Linked DNA regions of Drosophila melanogaster: regions 1 and 2 are each linked to region 3. The links are chromatin contacts, called in public Hi-C and targeted proximity ligation maps. All regions are on one chromosome and are shown on one strand. The core of a region is the stretch at or near the end of the contact, and the rest is flanking DNA. Distances in the headings are between cores, read along the strand shown.

Region 1 (4,550 bases), core at 1,340-3,839, 400 kb before region 3:
ATAACCGAATTATCGGTCTAAAACCTTGTTCGTTTCCGAGAAAAATCGACTAACACGTCAAAGTAGAAAATTAGACCTGGTTGGGGCCGGTGAAGAAATTCCATGAAATATCTTCAATTGTTTTTTCAAAAACAAGACATTTAAAAACATTCCCTGACTCACCCAAAGTAAACTCCTTACCCTTTCTGTGAACAAGAAACTATTACCCTTGAACAAGTCATTGAAAAAAACTCTGCATGCTTATAAAAAACAAAATGTTGTTCTTGAATGGAGATTTATTTTAAAAAATGCCTATAACAATTAAGTCCGTTTTGCAAAAGTATTTGATAGACTGTGCCTGGCAAAAATTTTGTAATGTGGACCATTATAATGTTTTTTAAATGATGATGCAGCGCGGGCCGGGCTTTATTTCAAGGCCCGCGGGCCTTTGCCAAAAAAATTGGGTTCGGGCCTCAAATTCGTCTTTCGTGCCCTAAGAAAAAAGCCCGCAGGCAGAACCGAAAGTTAAACTTGTTTGTCACAATCTAACAGGCGAGAACATCCTCAATAACGTTAAGGAAATTATGGAAGAATACAGTTTGGATTCTAATATCGATAAATCTATTTTGTTTGTGATCGGAGAAAGTATTAAAGATGTGCGCCAGTGAAATGCTCGATTCTGAAACCATAATTCAGCTGAAAAATAATACGTTAAATTCTTTACATAAAAGATGTGCACCATAAACGGCACATTATGTTGGACTCTTCTTAAATTCTCCCGTTAAGGAAATGTGTTGCTTATCGCCAAAAGTTAAGGAGAATGTAATTGTAACTGTCAAAGCAATGCTTTCAGAAATGCAAAGTGATGAGGAGTTTTATAGGATTAAGAACTGCAAGCCCAGATAAAAAGGGGTTAGGACTGTTTGCAGAATTTCAGGATTAAAAATTTTTCAAAAAAACTTAGTTACAACTAAATTCTTATGATATTGAAATAGAAAAATATTTAAATGGCTGTGCAGCTACTTCAGACCAAAATGTGTTAGAATTTTGGAAATGTAGTGAACTCAAGTTATTGAATTGCCATTCCGGCAAGCTCAGCGAATAGCAAAAGATTATTTTCTACCTCTGGAATTGTATTAAATGAGCGATGTACACGTTTAAAATGTTCTAATTTAAAAAAAAAAATATTTTTAAATAAAAACTTGTCATAAATTATGTTTAAAACACCAAAACTGTACTAAATATTAAGTTTTTTGCAATCAACTTTGTTTACAAAATATAAGAAATATAAATATAAGAAAACCGACATACTTTAAATTAAAAAAAATTGCATTGTTTTTATTTTTTAATTTGTTCGTGTTTAGCTTGGGCAGGGCCCCGGGCTTTTTTTGGGACTAGGTTTCGTGCTCGAGACGGGACGGGCCTCAAGAAGTAGGAAGTCTTCCATTACCTAAGTAGCGTGTATCTTATACTTGCGGAGCTCACAACTATAGGATTTCTCTTGTTTTTATATTTTTCGGTTACAAATATATAGCGCTTGTTGTATGTATGTATGTATGTATGTACATATATACTACTCGACCGACTTGCCTAGTCCTGTTAATTAAGAACACATACGTATAATTCTAGAATTGTTAGCAAAAAAACGTAACTTTTTAAATTAAATATATGCTTATAACATTGTACAGAAATTACATTTTAAACACATTATAATTTTTCCGCCATTGTACATAGACTTTAATTTGTCGAATATCTCCTTTACTTCGTTGTTAACATTTAAATAAAATAACCAACAGCAAGGGTTAGAAATCGATATCCCTAAATCACCTTACCTGACGTCGAAAGGTGTGTTTTTCTTTTTCCAGGAACTTATCAATCTCTTTGGACTTGTAGCGCTGCTCCAGTTCCTCAGGGGTACTACGCAGCCTTACTAGATATGTGATAATATTTCCGCAACATCGAAAGCAAGCAAAGCGCGAGGTCTGAAGCCGACTGCCCTGAAGTCGCAGTCGCTCTGCTCCATTCGATATTAGGCCGTCTGTAGACGTGGTCGCTGCTTCTGGTCCAGTTACCGCTCCCACCCGCGTGCGATGCTCTTCCATAAGATGAGTCAGAGTACCACTAAGCGTGTCACTATCTATGTTGTTTTCGACGCCGTTCGTGATGACATTGTTGTTTGGAATGGAAATTCGTTCTTGAGTTAATTTGGTCAATGTAATGCCAGACATCGCTGGCAAGCCAACGCCTGATGCTCGCACTTTCTATATACACACACGAACACCAATACGTCAAACACTCCCCACACTAACAGCAGATGCTCATCGTCTTGCTTTCGCTTTAATTTATAAACAAACACTTTTTGAATTCTGCATATTCTAATTGTAGGCCTCATATTAGATTAAAAGGCGATGTTGCCATCTGAAAGCCATAACCATTATTTCTACATGGCATCAGACTTAAACGCAACACAAATTCCGGAATAAAGTTCACACCAATAAGACACTGAACGTGATCGTTATTAGGTTATGACACTCTCAGCCATTACATTTACGTTTCTTTAGGAATATAATTGTAATTATATATGGAGCAAACAACAGCGGTGATAATAATTTTTGCCTGTATATAAAACATAAACATTCGTGTCAACTTTGTTATACCATGTTCCCACAGATCAGTTTTTCGGTGAAATTGGTTCCATATGTGAACCAATTTGACAATATTATAAGCAACAGGTCCAGCTCTTTAGTGTAAAGAATTATTAAAAACAAATTATTATATCGGGTTTACCAGGAATGTAATTTATAATTTAATTTTAAATTTTAAAGCATATAAGATAAAAAGAAAATGAGAAGAAAATATTATTCTTTAATTGGGAACAAAACAAATCAGTTACAATAACATTAATAAAAAAATTGGTTGTAGAATATTTCTTTAAAATTAAAACTTTATTTTAATGAAGTGACTTTTGGAGAGGGCACGTTCCCTTATAGGATGACCTGTATGGGATGAAAATTAAAAAAAAAAAAACATTTTTAACTTTTGCTATGGATACAGTAGCATTGATTGGTTTAATTCGCATTCTGTTTTATTTCGATATTAGGTTGATCCAATACACTAAAGCTAGGTAAGATTCAAAAAATATTTTTATATCTTAATCTTAATATCATGGCCATTAGCTTACATAGAGAAATAAATAAATAAATATTTATTCCGTTTTGCGTGCTCGCCACCTGTGTTTAAGATTTTTGGAATTCGTTTAGATTCTTTGTAAGGCTGTCAACTAATTAAAGCTAAGCTTAATATTGTTTAAGAGAGCTGGGCAGAAGGCTTTATTTCGGAAGCGGTGATCAGACTTGATGACAGCGTACTGTACTTTGCATCCGTCTTATAGCCCGGGGTGCAGCATGGCCGCCCTGGACGGCGGAACTACCAGGGTTCGAATAAACAATGTCACATCGAATTCAAACATTTTACACAATGTAATTCCGCAAGGTTCGCCAATTTCTGCGGTTTTATTTATGATTGCAATTGAAGAAATAAATAACATTGTAACTCGGCAAAAATATATTTACATCTCACTTTACAAAAATAAAAAATATTCATACAGTCAGCACAAAATTTTTAGAAATATTGCACGAAAATACCTCTCTGCCATTGAAAAATGCCAACTATTATAATTTGACGGAAAAAACGTTGTAATCTCTCCGCACAATAAATGATGTAAACTTTTTAAAAAATTTGGGGATGACCTTCGACTGCAAACTACTTTTCAAACAGCACTGTCAGATTCAAAGAAAACAACTGGAAACTAGATTTCACATTATTAAATTTCTATCATCTAAATATTCGTACATATAACTAAGACTCTCATAGATATTACGATTACGCACGCATTAATGCTATTTAAAATTGACTACCGTCTTCCAATCTGCGGCAGGCTAAGTGTTGGCGACAATACAAGGACAAAAGCAGGCTAAGTGTTGGCGACAAAAACAAGGGCAAAGGCAATGCTGTTGAGATTGGAGTGTGAAATTTGCTTATCAAATGGGCAGAGTTTATATTATGGGTTGGATAACTTGGCGGAATTCCGCGTAGAAGAAACTACATTGATGCTAATCTCGAAGCTGTACACCACGTCCAACTGCCTGCTAACCCATGACTTCGGAGCCATTTTCAAGCAAAAGCTGAATTTTTAATGCATATCCACTCTAACACGTTGCGCTGACTACATCAAGCAACTTGACCTCACCCTGCCTATGCACATTGGGGTTTCAAACAGCCTTCAGATCTACAAAGCTGAAAAAAAAGAAAGAAAAAGAAAAACTGAATTAATACCAATGGTTCTAAAGTCAACGACTCAACCACTTTTGTGGTCACCTTACTCTGGGTTCCCAATCATCAAGGAATCCACGGACTCGCTGACAACTGACAAACTCGCTGACAAAGCCGCCCAAGAGATGAGACTTACACCATCAGCCCTTTTGACTCTGCTTAGCTGCAAGGATATCCAAAGCTATACCTCAAAGAAAAGAGAACTCTCCGAATGGGCACTCTTAATGCACAGTTACCAG
Region 2 (4,510 bases), core at 1,132-3,631, 350 kb before region 3:
AGGTTCTAAAGGCATAGACGCAGGTCAAGTTTGTTGTGTGTTCAAATGTTGCCACAACCCCTTTTGATATTTTGTATCTTGCAAATTTAAAAAAAAAAATTTTGTCACGCCTACTCTAACGCCCATAAACCGAACCTGAACTGTTTCAATTATTCTTTGTTTTATTATTTCTCTTGCCATCGGTATACCAAAAACACTTTGGCCACGCCCCTCCTTACACCTGCAAAACGGTCAACAGAACACTTAGTAACGGCAAATACATTAGAATAACAAGATGCGTAACGGCCACTCATTGATTTTGTCCTATGCCGGCAATTTTTTGGGGACTTTAGAAAAAATAACTGAGAGCCTAATAAATCTAAATATAAATATAATATTTGCTTGCTTTTGTGAGTAAAAACAATAAACGAAAACGTGTATATGTGTGCCTACTTGGGCTAGAAGACGATTTTCAAACTGAAATCAATTTTGATATAAGAATCGAATTTACATATTTGAAGTTTTGGTCAATTTCGTTGCAAAATTTCAACAGGTTACTGTGAGCAATACCTTTTACAGCATTAACATTAAGTTAATCAATATTTCAACTTATAAATAAAATTAAGTTCCGATCCGGAATTGTTATTATTACTTTTGTAATTTAAAACAATAATTTTCAAAAAAAGGAAATACATATTTAAAAATATATTTTATAAAAATAATACAAACATACATAGTTAAAAGTTAATATTTATAAAATAAATACAAATATGCTACCTGTTTAATGCAAAGTTGAATTCTTGAGGCACGACGTGCGGTTATAAGCACCTAATAACCAATGTCTACTCTAATTTTTAACACGTCGCAAGCTGAATACTTGAATGATAAATATTCTAATATAGTCATACTTGAAATTTATTTTGTTATTTATTATTTCTAAGTGTTATTCAAATAATAATATCATTGCCTTAAGCAATGCAAAACATGAATATTTTATATGGTACCAATTAATCATATATAATATAGATTTAAAGTCTAAGAACTTGTAAAGTGAAGGGCACATTTTGTCAAATTTACAATGAATAAGCATACGTGTGCATACAAGCTGTCTCTGTATACGTAGAAAAGAGCTGATGGCAGTAGAGCTCTCCACTCTCACGCTCTTGAACAAAAACTAGTAATAATAAAACTCAATAATAATAGCGTTACGCATCTTGTTATTCTAATGTCTTTGGTTACGGTAAATCACTGTTGATTTTTTAATAAACTTTACATACTTGGATCCACAATGTAGACAGGCAGATTGCCAGTTGAAGCTTCGATTGAATTTCTCTTTCGAATTACGCAAACTCGAATAGTGTCTACCCAGCCAATTAATAATGTATGCTTGTTGGACCAACGAAGGTGGCATCGAAAATTTTCTAATCGCTCCTGAGGAGGAACCTCCCACTTTATTAATCCAAGTGAGCATCTTTCGTTTAAATCGTAGACTCGAACTCCTATGTGACTTGCCCAGGCAATAAAGTTGCCATGCCAGCAGATTGACAAAACACTGCCTTCGACTGAGCACAGTTCAACTGGTTTAAGCTTCTTTAGCAAGTTTCGCTCGTACAAGATAAGTTTGTCGTCGCCTGCAAAAGAATAATAAAAAGAATAATTGCTCTCGATAAATTAACAGAAAATATTCATATTACTCACCCACTACAAATCTTTTAATGTGAGCTTTGGAATCGGGCTCCAGTGATACGACCTTTATAAATTTGCCAAAGCTGAGACTGTGATTGTTATCAGAGCTAAACAATCCCGTTATGTTAACCTAGGCAAAGAGAATTAAGTTTTATATTGCTATCAAGCTCAGATACTCACTTTTCCGTCGTCGGAGCATGTGGCCACATACTCGCCCTTATGATCTACATCTATATTGTTTACTGCCACTTGGTGAGTGTGACGTTCGCTAGCGCTAAGATTTGAGTAGACTGAGTTTCCTTGATGGTCAAATATACAAACACGTCCTCGGAAAGTTCCAAATATAAGAAACTAAATATGTACGTTTTTTAAAATACTTATATAATATGTGGTTGGCTCACACCTTTAAGTGTACAGCGCTACAAGTGATGACATCAGCGTTGAGCATGTATTTTAAATCATTTGCGAGACGGTGATACTTAAATTTGGGCTCCACATCTTCCTCATTTATGCTATCGGCCCAAGAGTCCTGGAATGAACAAAAGTTTAATAACATGCGTTTAGCAAAGCATCCACAAATCATACACAACTGATGAGCGGCAACGCTTTAGCCATTTAAAGCAAACGGAAATTTCTGATTTTCAAACAACGAAAATACACAAGCTGATGTATTATTTTATTATTTACATTTACTAATAGCGCCATAGACAATAATAATTACTATAAAACGGTCTTATTATTCGATGTTATAGCTGTGTCCCACTAATATATATACAGTTTGTCAAGAAACTGTTTACAAGCTGAGAAATAAGTTGAATTTTTGACTTTAAAGGTAAAAAATTAAGGGTTCTGTGCTTAAATAAACGAAATTTTTTTATTCAATATAATAACAAACCTCCCAAAACTGCCACGCCCAAACCTATTGAAAATTTTATGACATTTTTTCATATATTTTTAGTATTGTAAATTTCTATCGATTTGTCGAAAATCTTGTGTCACTTCCACACTTTTGAACAATTTCTAATTTTGTTTTAAGTTTTCGTATTTTTTCCAACTTTCTACCGATATTAAAAAAAATATTGAAAAATTTAAATAAAGGTATGTTATATATTAATGTTTATAATAAAGTAAGTAATTTGGTCTACTTTCAGCTTTCATCAAAAGTTTTAGATAGGCAGCAATGCCGTTATCGACAATTTGCTTACACTTAAATACTTAAATAAATTCTTTATAGTGTATTTTGTGGGTACACATTTTTTATAAGCATACTTGTCAACAGATATCGAGCTGAAGGCTTGCAAAGACATCAATTGATTCAGAAATTCTAAGTCCTCTTCATGTTTAGCTAATAAGCACGGACGAAGATTTATTAACGGTTCCTCACTAATATGGTTCCAGAGGCTAGGAGCAAAACATCCTTACCAAGATCCTGTGCAAGAAGAGCAGCACACGTTCCAGGCAATGCAGGTGGTTCTTCGGCATAATGCGAGTAAGAGGCAAGCTTCAGTCTGTGATCTTTTATGTTTTGAAGGCGAGACTGAGTTTTCCTGATGAAGCAGGGTGTGGTGCTTAGATCCGCACACACGGCAATTGCTGGAGTTGCACTGCCTTACTTGATGCCCAGTCTTAAACAAAGAGCATGTCTATTTGCTTCTTCCAATCGACATGATGGGTTCAGGTTCTTAAAGCTTTGGCAGTAATAAATTGTTGAGAACGATAAAACTCTGGGTCCGCGAGCCTAAGGTTTTGGGGTATGTTCCAGTTGCTAATGTCAATATTCAAGGACGGCTGACTTTTAATTATATCGGATGCAATACCAGCAGTGATGTTGGTCGAGTATTATAGACGTTTAAGATCGTATTGGAATGTTTACTGACAAACCATCTGTCTGAAAAATCGCCTATTACGGTAAAACAAGCTGCCGATTTTGACTTCCTGAGTTGAAGCTTATTTGCGAATTGAGTTGTTTTAATGTGCAGTTGAGCAGAGCACGTCAAGGAGCTAAGAGGCTAAGGAGCTGCAGAGGATTCAGTGCAGAGGATGCGAGTGAGAAGTAAGCGTTTCTCAGGTGATCTTTTATGACGGGAAGGCGAGGCCAAGTTTTCTAGGTGAAGCAGGCTGTGGTGCATAGATGCGCGCGGCAAATGCCGGAGTTGCACTCCCTCAGTTGATGCCCAGACTTGAGGCAATTCAAATAAAGAGCCAGTTCCTTCGCTTCTTAAACCCGACTTTCTGGGTTCAGGTTCGTAAACCTCTGGCAGTAATAAATTGAACTGGGCACCAGAAGCACTGCAGAAGACACATTTCGCAGGGCTGAGGCTTGAGTCAAGAAGGGTAAACTTACGCAAACCAGATATTCTGTTACATTCCAAATGATTGTCTAGTGCTTAACTTGCCATGGCGAACACCATGTTCTCCAGCGTCCTGCATCGCTGCACCACAAACGATGTCATGGATTCCCACGTCGTAATTGCATTTTTGAACAATGGGTCTTCCAAATGCTCCACCCATTTCGCATGAATCTCCGCACCCAGCTTTTGGATAAGTACATGGGCGCACTTCCAGCAATTTGTTCCGTTGACCCCATTCCATTTAGCGCACGGATATGAGCGCTAAAATTATCCGACAGTTCATAAATCATCGAAAGAGAATCAACCATAATCTCAGTAATGTGTGCCTGGAATACTAAACGACGATTAGCAAATCTGTTTTGTAACAAATCCAATGCTATAGCATAGTTGCAATCCGATATGCGGTAATGTATCCAGAATTTTTAGCAGCCATGGCAACAGCAACAACAACGAAACGGCGGAAACAGCGACACGAAATTCAGTTCAAGCGGGAA
Region 3 (4,885 bases), core at 1,668-4,167:
AATTAGAAAGTGTGGGGTGGGAAACAGCTTTTGGTATCAAATAGGAGTCCCTTATTTTGTACAAAAATAATAGCAATGATCTGTTCGTATCAAATGTGAGGATTGGGTCAGCAAAGCACAATTTGTTTAAGGATTTATTTTTTCTGTTATATAAAAACTGAGAAAAAAAGAGAAAATATACTTTAACCTAAAAATTAGAAACAAATAAAAAGTAACGTTTACAAAATATGTATAACAAATTACTCCACTGGCACCAATCGGTGGCACCAAAATACCATTTGCTCACAATTAAAATACAATACACCTTATACAAATGATTATAATTAATGCGTATTCAAATAATAAAAATGAAGGAATCAATGAATGAATAACAAAATGAAACTCTAAAGCCATTATATACTGCTTTGTTTTAAAGGCACAACCACTAGATATAATTTGATGGGACCGAATTAAATTGCTTAGATTCAGATTTGCTTAATTTTTGTGCATTAAACATTTTGATTATGTTTGTAGTTAAGACAATTCATTATAAGATTTGGTTCAATTTATTTTATCTTGTCCGGTTTGGGAAACAGATTTATTAAAAATTTGCATATTGAAATCTTTAAATTAAAAGGAAAACACAAGTGTGCAAAAATGGTTTTTTAGAGATTCCGTTATACAGGCTAACGGAAAGGTGTGTACGTATTTATGAACAAACTTTTTTAATTGTTCGTGTGAAAGGTTTTTGAGGTTTTGCTTAGTTTCATGCTTAATACCAGTATTCTTGCTTTCATAGTTGTCCAGGATCACAGGATAAAATTGTAAAAAATAAACAAAGGCTTAATTTTTTAATCGGTCGCTAATGGGACTTACCTCGTTTCGCAGTGCATTCTCTGGAATGTTCTTTTCCATCATTTGCAGTTTCTTTTCCAGAATATTTATCTTGTGAAGCAATTGGTCTTCAGTGATCATGCTTTGCCAACACATCGCAGAGTTCTTTCTGGTGTTATCAAGGACGCCTTGCAAGCTGCTTAATTTAGCTTTCAGAGATTTTTCCCTTTGTGCAGCCTCTTGGAGGAACGAGCTTAGGCGCTGCACTTCATCAAAGCTGATTCGGTTAGGCACAGTCAACATCATCTGCTCTGCCTCAACTGAAATGGCCTCTTGTCCATTGGGTAGAAAGAGGGCGACACGGGCCAGGATACACCCGTGTACCTCCTGACGTGAATTCTCAATTACCTCAACGCCGAACTTCACAATATCGCCATAATGTAGTTCCGCTGGATCACTACCCAACTTGTTGTCGTTAATAAAGGTACCGTTGCTGGATTTTGTGTCTTTGACCCAGAATTTACCGTCTGGAGTGTACCACAAAATCGCATGGTTTCTTGACAATACTTTACAGTCAAATATAGCGTTCCCCTCACCCGCCTTACTTTTAGCTATAAGGCGGCCCACCTTGCAATCCTGGTTGGGCTGCAGCAATATAGATCTCGTTTCAAACTTGTGCGACTTTGGTTCACATAGGAGTACGATTTTTGCTGCACCCTTACATGGCGTTGGGGCAGACTCCAATCCTATGTCTAGATCTACGCCAGAAGTTGGGGGCACTGAAGAGACTTGTAAAGTGCCGCATTCCGATGCCACCTCCCTTTGTAAAGCACTATTGTTTAGTACTCCTAGTGGGCTAAACAGACTGCAGGCAGTAGTTACTCGAACTCCAACCCCGGTGTTATTTGCATTCAGCACAGAGTTCATGGCCATATTCATAGCATGCTGGGAAACTTCAGCCGGACGTCGGTCAATACATACTGTGTTGGAATCACAAAGTTCCATATTATTATTTTCCTGGTTCTTCGTGGACGCCTCGTTGTTACTATCAGCCATATCTTCTTTTATGTCCATTATATGAAAGAAATTGTCCTGCTCCAAATTTTTTTCAGTTTCCATGTTTAAAGCGTATTGCGCCTCCTCTGGCTTCACAGCAGGTTCTTCCCCGGATGGATATCTGGTCGTCTGAGGTAATTCCGTGGCCGTGTCGGTTGTGCCAGTTCTGTTTAATGCCGTTGATCCGACTGCTCCTGATGCTGGCGTCGGCGATAATGAACTTGACGTCTGGTCTTCATCAACATTATTTTTTAACCACTCATTGCACACCAAGACCATTACTTTACATCCAAACAAACCTTTGGGGATACGAGAACAAAAGCGGATTAACAAGTTAGTAATTAGTAATACACGAGTGGCTGCTGTTTGACAAATCCGACTAGCCGAAACATTGACAATGAATCCAAATTTTAAAGGCCTGCTTTAATTTAATGTAACTATAAAATTTGTCTTTTCCCGATGAAAATTTGAAAAGGTTTCCGACCACATAAGATATACACACATATGTAAATGCATACATACATACATACATACATACAGAATGAATTTGCATTTGATACAAAAATATGTACGTTCAATAGCAATGTTTTCAAGAATTATTGTAAACAAAAAACTATGCCATTAGTTGGTCATTCTTATGAATTAAGCAATTTTCGAGTTAAGGATGTGCCGATTAATTACGACAACTTAAACCAGGCATTAAAAATGTTTGGAACGGTTGGAAATTGTTTACTTTTTTGATTTAAAAATAAATTATATGGTACGGGGAGGACCGCTTAAGTTCAAGAACATTAAATTCGCAATAATATAAATGTTTGATATTGCGCAACGTTTTTACCTTTATTTTACAATGCACGCTTGGCTTACCTTGGAATTTTGTAATTTTCCTGTATTAATTGTTGCAACCTTCTACCCGTGTTTTTTAGTTTTCTTTAACTTTGAACAATTGTTGTACAAAAACACCTGGTTTCGCGGTAAATTTGTGTGCATACTTAAAATATTTCCGTCAAAATAGCGACAATCAACTGGTGATGAACACGGAACGATGAAAAAAGCGCTAAGCATTATTGTATATAATAATATACAATATACCAGTTTATATACCATATACCAGTTTCTATGTTGACATGCAACGATAGAACCATTCCATTCTGCAATTTCATTTCCAATAAATACAAACAATAATTTTCTAAAATTTTTATAAGAAATAAGATTTAAGAATTTTAAAATGTTTTAGAGCAATGTCGTATGCTAGAAAGGTTAAGAGTATGTTTGTAGTCGGCATACAAATGTTCTGCAATTACATTTCCAATAAAAAGAAACAAATAATTTTCTAAAATTGTTATAATAAGAAAGGAGATTTCGGAATTTTAAAATGTTTTAGAGCAATGTCGTATGCTAGAAAGGTTAAGGGTATGTTTGTAGTCGGCATAAAAATGTGTTTCCGAACCTTAAAGTATAGTGTACTCCTGATCATAAACACTATTCGATCAGGTCCGGTCTGTCTGACTGAAGGCTGTGATCTCGCAAACTACAAAATAGAGCTGGAAGAAACATCGGAGATAGCGCTACATAGATATTTAAAAAAAAATCGGAAACATCGAAATTTTCGGACATCGATGTTAGATTTTTCTGTTTTACCCATCACCATTTGCAGGGAAAGATCTTGCTAAGCTAATCGGCTAATGGCAAGACAGACAAATGTATTAAGTGGGGCAAGACACCAAACAAGTGCGAATAATACTAACTTGTCTTGCCACGTAATGAGGATACATATTAATTTAACAGTCAGTGAATTGCCACAAAGGCAACAGCAGTCAATTCTGTCATTTATTGACAAAATAATGAAACGTTGACGAATCGAAAACAAGTGCTCTACGCTACTACATTGGCTCAGACTTGCGCGGATTCGGATTTCGACGAAACAACTTATTTTTCTGAAAACATTGCAAACTTAATCCGCACAGTAATTGATGAACGCCCATATAGTTTGAAACAATAGAAATAGGTTATAGAAAATAAAATATATATGTATAGAAAATCCAGTTGGAATGGCGCGTTTTACCTGCTGAAACGATTTTTGATTACAAAGGTTGCTATCGCAACTGTTCTACTGAACCAAAGTCTCTAGAATAATAAAGAATTATTGTAGTGTCTTTGACTGAACACTCTCAAAGGGTTGGTTATTGCCGTAAATATCGAATAAAATATTCATTTTCGAGGATTTGAAGGCAATACTTTAACCTTTAGAGCATGCAACGGTTAAAGTTTACAAATTGTTCAAAATTGTGGGCGTGACCGGGTTGACGGCTTTTGGTCGTTAGAGTAGGCGTGTAAAAAGTTTTTGGCATATCGATATAAATTTTAGCGACTAATAGAATTATGAAAAAAATATCGAAAAAAGGTTTAAAAATGTGTGTTTTGCGCGGCATTTTTGGGAGGTTTTAGGGCGTTAGAGTGGGGCTGGCAGGTTTGTGTGCGTGGCAACATGGGTCAACCAACTTGCGCTGCGTCTTTTTCTGTGTTCTAGCTTTTTAAAATTCCTGGGATCTCGACGTTCATACGGAGAGAGGCCAGATAGACTCGGCTATTGATCCTGATCTAGAATATTTACACTTTATATGGTCGGAAACGCTTCCTTCTGCCTGACATACTTTTCAACGAATCTAGTATAACCTTTTACTTTATGAGTAACGGGTATAATGAGTGCATATCTTAATTATAGTTTGCAGCTTTATCGATGTTTGTTTTATTTTCTTTTAAATTGAATTCATTTTTCATTATAATTTTTGTGTTTGACGAGAAAGTAGTTTTAAGTTTCATTTTGATTTTCAGGCAATAAAAACACCAAAGTATGAATTTTAAATTTATAAAGAACTTTTACCCATTTTGATTTAGTTTTGGTATTCATTTTTAATATGATAATGACTAAAATACATTAAAAAACACCCTTAAAAATTTCGATGTATTGATACATCGATGGAGGTAAACATCAATGTTTTTCCAGCTCTACAAG

What was found. Hi-C and Micro-C count contacts between places; a contact is called where the count stands out from the background.
Region 1: a contact with region 3 is called in a Hi-C map of the Kc167 cell line, with 1.9 times the contacts expected there. A contact is called at or near these places in 1 of 107 Hi-C or Micro-C datasets (the Kc167 cell line) and 1 of 7 datasets of targeted methods (the Kc167 cell line).
Region 2: a targeted proximity ligation map of the Kc167 cell line shows a contact between it and region 3, with 4 times the contacts expected there. A contact is called at or near these places in 1 of 107 Hi-C or Micro-C datasets (the OSC cell line) and 2 of 7 datasets of targeted methods (both in the Kc167 cell line).

Annotation. Positions count from the first base shown.
Region 1 is chr2L:22,979,855-22,984,404 of dm6, reverse strand. It overlaps cta (concertina), which reads right to left and starts at 2,589. Exons shown (of 6, transcript NM_001273767.1): 1 at 1,812-2,589. The coding sequence starts at 2,207.
Region 2 is chr2L:22,922,666-22,927,175 of dm6, reverse strand. lt (light) reads right to left here and starts at 2,381. Exons shown (of 12, transcript NM_001042950.3): 1 at 2,251-2,381; 2 at 2,069-2,194; 3 at 1,846-2,016; 4 at 1,678-1,795; 5 at 1,257-1,610. The coding sequence starts at 2,280.
Region 3 is chr2L:22,577,104-22,581,988 of dm6, reverse strand. It overlaps Slmap (Sarcolemma associated protein), which reads right to left and starts at 2,917. Exons shown (of 4, transcript NM_001042934.2): 1 at 2,737-2,917; 2 at 856-2,168. The coding sequence starts at 2,148.